Regions from separate parts of the Zea mays genome. Here all the other regions are linked to region 1. Evidence: chromatin contacts called from public Hi-C data. All regions are on one chromosome and are shown on one strand. The core of a region is the stretch at or near the end of the contact, and the rest is flanking DNA. Distances in the headings are between cores, read along the strand shown.

Region 1 (2,946 bases), core at 325-2,824:
AGGACGCGGGCGTGGCGGCTACTGCGGCAGGCGGTGCTGTGGGCGCGGAAGGGCGGCGCGGCGCACAGCCTGCGCCTGCTCCGCACGCTCCGCCACCAGGACCACGACCACGGCACGGCCTCGCCGGCCTGGGCGGCACGCGCGGCGACCGGCTCCGCTGCGGCGAGCACGAGTACTCCATCCGCGCGCGTGCTGCGCTGGTGTTCCAGTTCCGCACCCCGTCCGCGCGCGTGATGCGCCTCATCCCCTGCATCGCGCCGGCCGTGCCTGACACACCGGGCCTCTACGGCGACGACCGCTACTTCTTCAGCACCGCCGCCGCGCGTGTGTGTGTGGGGGGACCGAAAACAACAATAGCTACAAACTCATCAGGGGAGCCCAGGAATTCGCTCGCCGGATCGACCAAGGCCACGACAGGGCGAGACCCCCACGTTCATCACAGGTAATACAGCCATGGCCGGCTGGCCACATCCCCGTGCTGCCACTCCTGCCCATCAAGCAGACGAAGCCAACGCCTCCTATCTTCAGCTCAACCGCGCACGCCGCAAAAACGAATCCGGAATCCCTGCCGCCGGAGCACAAATAGAGAAAGATGGTGGTGACCCCGTCCCCCTCAGTCCCCGCCTGCAGCGACCTCCCGGCTGCCGTATCCGCCTTCGCCGACGCGTTCGTGGACTTTGCCGTGTCCGGCATCTTCTTCCCGACCTTCCCGTCCTCCTCCTCGCTCCCTCCTCGCCCGAAGACTCCGACCACCTTCATCCCTTGTCCATCCCGGCTCATCGCCATCGGAGACCTCCACGGGGACCTGCCCAAGTCCCTCTCCGCGCTCTGCCTCGTCGGCCTCGTGCCCCCGTCTTGCACCCCCGACTCCCCCTCCGCCTCCTCCTCATGGACCGCGGGGCCCACCCTCGCCGTCCGGCTCGGCGACATCCTCGACCGCGGCGGCGACGAGCTCCGCCTCCTATACCTACTCCGCCTTTCCCTCTCTGCCGAGACACGCGGAGGCGCGTTCCTCCCCATCCTCGGCAACCACGAGGTCAAGAACGTCTCCGGCGACTTCCGCTTCGCCACGCCGCAGGGTTTCCACGACAGGGCGGTGAATCGCGGGGGGGAGGGGGGGGGGGGCTGGATCCATCGCGGCGGTTGTGGCGTGCGCGGGATTCGCGGCGGGGGCTGCTGAGGCGGGGGCAGTCTACATTCTCCTCTTAATAGTTATCTTTTATTAAATTTGTTTTGAATTTAGGGCTATGAGGTGAATTTCGGGTCCTAATATAAATTTCGGGCCAAAAATTAAATTTCGTGCTTTTTATAATTTTAGGTCGCCCAAAATAACCCTAACACATTTAACCAATTACGTGACAGGCCATGGACGCCCGGCACGACCCAAAATTTAAACGGTCTGGACCGACCCAAAATTTAAACGGGCCACCTCGAAATATAAACATGCCATTTTAGGCTTGGCCGGACCGCCGGCCCAATGTTGTAACCCACCCGTGGGGATTGCCAAGCCCACGAAGCCTTAACAAAAATAGTAGTTATACTCCGCCAGCCTTAATTAATCTCACTGGCCAGTGGCCACTGCTTAAATCCCTCTCAGTCTCTCCTTCCTCTCCCATTCCACTAGATTACCACCACCTCCACCTCGTCGTCTCCCACCACCGCCGAGCGCGAGCCCTAGCCCGATCTAGCCGGCGGCAGGCACCAGATCCCGCCGCCCGCGGCGTCCCGGGACGCGCCCCGCCGAATCCGCCGCTCCTCGCACTGCAACACGCCCGGACCACGGTAAGTTTGCCGCGCTGGTTGAGCTCGACCAGGCCCTCCTGCTACCTTCCTCGCATTGGGCTGGGGGGGTGCTCCGGAGACGGTTTTGCCCTGCATAGGCTTCACCTGCATAAGTTTGTTTCGGTTTTTGCGTGAATTATCGAGGTGGTTTTGGCTTGTGCGTTTGGTTTCGTTCGTTTGGGGGTTGGCCGTGCCTGGGTTTGGATTCGGAACGCGGTGCGTGTTGATGCTGGGGGGCCGAATCTACATGCTACATGCCCTATTAAACGGCTGTCACTAGTCCCGATCCCCGATCCCATCGGCTCCTAGCAGAGGCGCACCAGGTCCCACTGCCACCGCAACCAAGCGCACCTTGCCGGCCGCCGCTCGTCCTCATCTTCAAATCCCCTCTTGCACGGCTGCACCTCCTAGCCCGTAGTGTGGATCCATCCCCACACGGCCCTCGCCAAATCTACTCCTCCAGTCGGCAGGAAAGGAACCCCTCTCTACCTCGGAGGCTCGGACAGAGTGAACGCGCCACCCGCCCCGGCGAGCATTGTCCGCTGCCGCGCGCCACCTTCCGCTCACGGGTTAGCTTTCTTCCTCCCCTTTACGTCCGAAATCGTTTGCCCGTCGGCCTTGCAGAAAATCGTTTCTCCGCCCCTGGATACTGGAGACCCAAGCCGTTCTTGATTTCTTCGTCCCCGATCCGTCCAGCTCTCTGACGATTCCTTCGCCTGCCTGCCTGCCTGAGCGCCAATGCAGTTTAGCGCTTTTCCCAAATTTTCTTCGATGCTGACATGTTTGCTTTCACTCTGTTTTGTCCGCATCTTTAGAATCCTTTTGTTTTCTGCTGTGCATTGCTGCCAGCCGGCTACCAGCCTACCACTCGCCCAGTCGCCATCACTTTTCTCCCTTTTTTCTTTGTTTTTTTGTGGGCCTGTCCACGTACATATCGTTGGCGTGGATCGGAATCTTGAAGAGACGGGTGGAGTGGAGACTCTGGTCTCTGACATGCAGCAATTATTGCAGGTGCATTTGATCCGTCCCGGCCGCCTACACGATGTCCAAGTCGGGAGCGCTGGATCTTGCTTCTGGCCTCGGAGGGAAGATCAACAAGGTGGAAGTCAAGTCGGCCGTCGATGAGTACGTTCCTGGATCTGGGCAGCTTCCTCTGCGGGTGGC
Region 2 (2,946 bases), core at 119-2,618, 340 kb before region 1:
TAATTTTCTGTGATTTCCGTTGCCAATTAATGTTCACATGTGAAGGTGAACCATGGTGTAGTAGAGGTACAATCAATGGAACTTTGTGCTGATTCTGCCTCTGTGCAGCAGTGACCAAATAGCAATGACAACTTATTGCGATTCTATTTATATACTAACCCTACCAAGGAAGTTATACATGACGCAAAGCCCAAATAATAACAAGCCCCATTCAAATTTCAGTTCTAATAGAAGACAAATACAAGTAAACAACTACGCTAGGTAGCTTCGTAGTTACAAATATCAAAAGATTTGTAACTTTAGACTACATTTTTTGTCTAAATTTGTATAAGTCTAAATGTAGTATGAAGTTACAAATCTAGACCATAAAATGTTGTGATGGACACTAAAAATCTATCGAAAGATGCGCAGATAACATTAACTAAAAATGCATAGTGTGTAGAGTACCATAGGAAGCAAATAATAAGTAATAACACATAATTACACAAAGATCTAAACAGGTATACCTTGACGAAGTTACCGAGTGTCTTGGTGGAGCCACGGGACGAGGTAAAGACATCTTCAATGCCGGCGAACTGGAGGACCTTCTTGGGCACGCGGGCAGCGACAATCCCGGACCCCCTGGGCGCCGGCACCATGCGCACGGTGACGGACCCGCACTTGCCGGTGACCTTGCAGGGCACAGTGTGCGGCTGGCCGATCTTGTTTCCCCAGTAGCCCCTCCTGACGGGCACGACCGAGAGCTTGGCCAGGATGATGGCGCCACGGATGGCGGTGGCGACCTCCTTGGCGCACTTGACGCCGAGCCCGACGTGGCCGTCCCCGTCGCCGACGACGACGAAGGCCTTGAAACGCGTGCGCTGCCCGGCGCGGGTCTGCTTCTGGACGGGCGTGATCTTCATCACCTCGTCCTTGAGCCCCGGGACGAGGGTCTCCACGATCTGGTGCTCCTTGACCGGCAGCGAGTGCAGGTAGATCTCCTCAATCTTGTTGATCCGGTTCTCCTTCACGAGGCGCCCGAGCTTGGTGACGGGCACCCACTTCTCCTCCTCCTGCTGGCGGCCGCCGCGCCGGCCACCACGGCGACCACCACGGTCGCCGCGCCCGCCGCGACCGAACCCGCGGCCAAAACCGCCACGCTCGCCGCCGCGTTCTCCGCCACGCTCGCCGCCTCGCTCCGCCATAGCTGGGTGAGTGAAGGGTCCGAGGTTGCCGCCGATTTGGCGCGCTGGGAGCGATGTGCTGGGGAGCGGCGGCGCGAGGGTTTGGGAGGGCAGCTGCGTTGAAGCTGGCGGCGGCTTATATACAACGTGGCAGTGGAGAAAGGGATTAGGGTTTGGGGGAACGAGAAGTTGGACTGGGCCGTGCGGTTGTAATGAGCCGTGGAGAATGAGTAGATGGACTCGGGCGCCCAGTGCATTGGCTGTGCGAAGTCTAGTGGATTCCTTGAATGGATGGACAGTGGGCCAGAATCGGGTTAGGCACATTGTGGGTTGTTGGTATTCAATTAGTTATGTTGAGTGTGAGGCTATCTCTAAGAGTCTACCCATCTTATCTCTATATTCAAACTTCACTCTGTGTAAATAGTATAGTCTACATTATAACAGTGTTTTGATTGACTATATGGGTGAACCGTTGGAGACGGTCTAATATGGTCGCAGATATTATATTGGTATTTTAAACCTTTCCTTTAGTAATAGAGACATAAAAAGATATAGAAGATCTATTTATTGATTCTCTTTCCGTGACAATGCAAGCATAAATAGAGGTAAGAAAAACATAATAGATGAACTCTTCTTTTATTATCTATTAAAAAGGGCTACCTATCTATTATATAAGAAACTAAATATGTTTCTAGAGATATGTTTGGTATTGTCCCATATAATTCATTAGGGGTCGTTCAGTTTTCCACGGATTTGTGGCCCGGATTGATTGCCTAATTTATATAAGATTTGATTAGCGGGAACAATTTTGGGTGTATTCCAAGATAAACGAGCAAAGCCTTATAGAGTTTCTTAACACTCTCTGGACAAATGACATTACTAACTCATGCCTCCTTAAAACTCCAAAAAAAAGCAAAGGAAAAAATAAAGTGATTTTCAAGATCAAATGACATAGGCTAATAGTTAAGAGTGCTCTCCCTCTAAACCGTGTAGGTTTCTTAAGTGGCTCATCTCTATACCTTAAACTGAACTTTTGAATGTGATCACAAGCAAGAATTTGATGAATAAATTAGTCAAATTAGGATAGAAAAAATTATCTTAACTTGCACAATTTTCTTCACCCTTATTATAGAGTTAGTGATGATAGGAAAAAAATAGGAGAAATATGTTTTGCCATACTATTCTAATATAACATGTTTCTATTTGTAGATAAATGTGGGGCATTTGAGGTGTCAAAACCATACAACTCATGGATGTGATTACTTATCTGTTGTAGCCAAACACATTCACATGTGACTTCATATATGTAGTTACTAGACATCGCTACTAGTACGTGTTTACTTCGATTCTAGTATATAGCAATAGCACCAAAGAGAAACACAAAACCATGATGGGATCTAACATTAGGGGATCCAAGAGATATCCAACATCTACATATCCCATCGGATTTTGATCCTTTTATCTTGAGAAAACAGTCCAAGATCTTGGGTGGCGTTTGGTTCGTGAAATGTAACATAAATGGTAATGATAACGATTCACACTCGAATACGGACGATAACAAATTTGAATAATGTCGTATCCATTTGTAGTGTGGTATCGATTACGGTTAGACTTAAACAAACATGATTTAACGTTATTGGTTTCCCATTGCGTTACAAGTATGTGAACCAAACGGCACCTTGAGTGCCTTTGATGTATCTTAGTATAGTCTTATCACATGTCCAACGTATTCTAGATGTGTTCACACTATGCCTAGCTACCAAACTCAATGTGAATGCAATAT
Region 3 (2,946 bases), core at 175-2,674, 300 kb before region 1:
CCGAAACAGGGGAGAGGGGAAAGAAACAGAGGACAAAGATTCACACGGCTCGGCGTCCAAAAAATTCACCATGTCTGAACCGCAAATTGCTAGGTGCACACAGAAAGGTAACGAGGGATGCCTGGCCTGATGCCTCACTGTAAAGTCAACAAGGAAGTCATATGCCTCATTTGCTATCGCACGCATCGTCTCCGTGCTTGTGCACATCCACACCTCTACGTAGTTACGGGTTTGGGTGACAATATTCAATGCCTTATTATGTCGCAATGAGAGATAAGAGTTGTTCTTATATCCCTTTTGAAGGTGAGCCATGTACTACCAATATATCTCAAAACATCATCTACATTTTGGTCCCTTCTTTTTTTCTGTGTCTATTCAGACTTGCTGAATTCACGGCGGTAACCATAGGAAAAGAAAAATAAAATAAAAGGGAGGATTAGATATTCATAGCAGAATCAAAAGCATAGCGCATGCCAAGACTTTGCCCCCGTCTGATCATTGGTTTATTGATCATCAAATTAAGATCTGTGCACGTATATAGTAATATACTAAGACACTACCAAGTATCAACACTCGCCTCCTAGCTCTAAGGCTCTCTCCAGCAACGTCTTCTAAATTCTATCTACTAAAGTAATATTCTCTGTCTTTTACAGAATCCTCTAAAAAATTTCGTTCTCTATATCTTCGCCAACTCCAGCAACATCCTCTAAATTCGGTACTCTATATCTAACAGAATTCATATACTCATTTTAATACTCATTTTTTGATATTAACACAATTTGAACTTATGTGCGTAATGGAAAAATGAAGTTATTTATTTCTAGAAATTTTATAAAAATGAATTAGGAACTAATTATAATAATTACATTTTGCAACCGACATTACTAATCGTTTTTTCATAACGCCGTCTACGTACATATCTATATATGTATTGGACATAAACTGATAATACTAATCTAATAATCCCAATTAGCAAAAGTGCTGCTACTATTAGATTTACACGCAAAAAAAGAATAGAATTAATTGGCCAGCAGAGGTAGCTGCAGACGGATGACCACATTGAAGAGCGGGCCCAGTGCTGAGCAGACGGATAGCGCGCGTAAGGACTCCTCTATGTTTAGTGTTCGCCGTACGTCCTCTATATTTTAGAGTTCCTTTTAGTGTTCCTTGTTGGACGGCGTAGAGAACGTTTCGTACTCTAAATTTAGAGTACAGAATCATTTAGCGTGTATTGCTGGAGGCAGTCTAATCCTCAACGCAATATGCTATCGGACATCGGTGTACAACAGTGGCGTTCACCTAGCCTCTCATGGTGGGGTATCCACTGCCCTTTCGCACACTCTCTCAGTACTACTGTAGTACTAGAATTTCAACCCATATGTTGAGCAAGAAGACCACCTTCGGGCTTTCCTCTCTCCTCTCGTCCACTTTCTTTCTCTCAGTCACAGAAACACATTCCCTCTCTCTCTCTCCCCGACGGAGTGCGAGTGGGAGCGAGCGGCGGCGGCAGCAGCAGCAGCCACGGCCCCTGTCGCCGTGTGGTGTGCGGGGGCCCCCCTCTCTCCGCTCCTCCCCTACCATACCAGGCTACCACCCAAAACCACACAGAAAAGCAGGCGCACGAACACGCACACGCCAGGCCTGGGCACCACCACCACCACTGCCTTCCCTTGCCCCCGGCTCGCCCCAGGGCCCAGGCCAAGAATCCCCACCCCCAAATGCCTTCCTCCACCCCTTGCTACCGCCGCAGCTTCCTCTTCTTGGCCCTCCTCTCGGCGTGCTCCTCGGCGCCGGGGACGGTGGACGGCGCCGGGACAGCCGGCGGCGGCGGGGATGCCGCGGCAATGCAGGCGCTGCGGCGGGACCTGGCGCCGCCGGGCTGGGGCCCGGGCGCGGACCACTGCGCGTGGCGCGGCGTCACCTGCGCCGGCGGCGGCGGCGCGGTGACCGCGATCGACCTGCCGCGCCGTGGGCTCCGGGGGGACTTCGCCGCCGCCGCCGAGCTCCGCGAGCTGGCACGCCTCGACCTCTCCGCCAACTCGCTCAGCGGCGGAGTCCCGCAGGCGCTCGGCGCGCTCACCCGCCTCGAGTTCCTCGACCTCTCGATGAACGCGCTCGCCGGCGCCGTGCCGCCCGCGCTAGGCGGCGCGTCGAGGCTCCGGTTCCTGAACCTCTCCAACAACGCGCTGTCCGGCGCCATCCCCGACGAGCTCAGGGGCCTCAAGGGGCTCCAGGAGCTGCAGATATCGGGCAACAACCTGACCGGCGCCCTCCCCGGCTGGCTCGCGGGGCTGCCGGGCCTCCGCGTGCTGTCCGCCTACGAGAACGCGCTGTCCGGCCCGATCCCGCCGGGGCTCGGGCTCTCGTCGGAGCTCCAGGTGCTCAACCTCCACTCCAACTCGCTCGAAGGGAGCATCCCCAGCAGCCTCTTCGAGCGCGGCAACCTGCAGGTCCTCATCCTCACCCTGAACCGCCTCAACGGCACCATCCCGGACACCATCGGCCGGTGCCGCGGCCTCTCCAACGTGCGCATCGGTGACAACCTCCTCTCCGGCGCCATCCCGGCGTCCGTCGGGGACGCCGCCAGCCTCACCTACTTCGAGGCCAGCACGAACGACCTGTCCGGCGGGATCCCCGCGCAGCTCGCGCAGTGCGCCAACTTGACGCTGCTCAACCTGGCGTACAACCGCCTCGCCGGCGAGGTGCCGGATGTTCTCGGCGAGCTCAGGAGCCTGCAGGAGCTCATCGTTTCCGGCAATGGCCTCGGCGGAGAGTTCCCGAGATCGATCCTGCGGTGCCGGAACCTCAGCAAGCTGGACCTGAGCTACAACGCTTTCCGTGGCGACTTGCCGGAGAACATCTGCAACGGGTCACGGCTGCAGTTCCTTGTGCTCGACCACAACGAGTTCTCCGGAGGCATCCCAGCAGGGATTGGGGGCTGTACCC

The links. Hi-C and Micro-C count contacts between places; a contact is called where the count stands out from the background.
Region 2: a Hi-C map of ear shows a contact between it and region 1, with 2.2 times the contacts expected there. The contact joins the promoter of LOC100283974 here to the promoter of LOC541682 in region 1. A contact is called at or near these places in 3 of 25 Hi-C or Micro-C datasets (ear, leaf mesophyll and tassel).
Region 3: a Hi-C map of tassel shows a contact between it and region 1, with 2.2 times the contacts expected there. The contact joins the promoter of LOC100280191 here to the promoter of LOC541682 in region 1. A contact is called at or near these places in 7 of 25 Hi-C or Micro-C datasets (bundle sheath, ear, leaf and 1 more).

Annotation. Positions count from the first base shown.
Region 1 is chr7:18,655,682-18,658,627 of Zm-B73-REFERENCE-NAM-5.0, reverse strand. LOC541682 ((S)-adenosyl-L-methionine:delta 24-sterol methyltransferase) reads left to right here and starts at 1,574. Exons shown (of 14, transcript NM_001112601.2): 1 at 1,574-1,782; 2 at 2,794-2,907. The coding sequence starts at 2,825. It also overlaps the pseudogene LOC109941033.
Region 2 is chr7:18,996,256-18,999,201 of Zm-B73-REFERENCE-NAM-5.0, reverse strand. It overlaps LOC100283974 (40S ribosomal protein S2-like), which reads right to left and starts at 1,368. Exons shown (of 2, transcript NM_001374374.1): 1 at 507-1,368. The coding sequence starts at 1,184.
Region 3 is chr7:18,953,338-18,956,283 of Zm-B73-REFERENCE-NAM-5.0, reverse strand. It overlaps LOC100280191, which reads left to right and starts at 1,424. Exons shown (of 2, transcript NM_001367922.1): 1 at 1,424-2,946. The coding sequence starts at 1,719.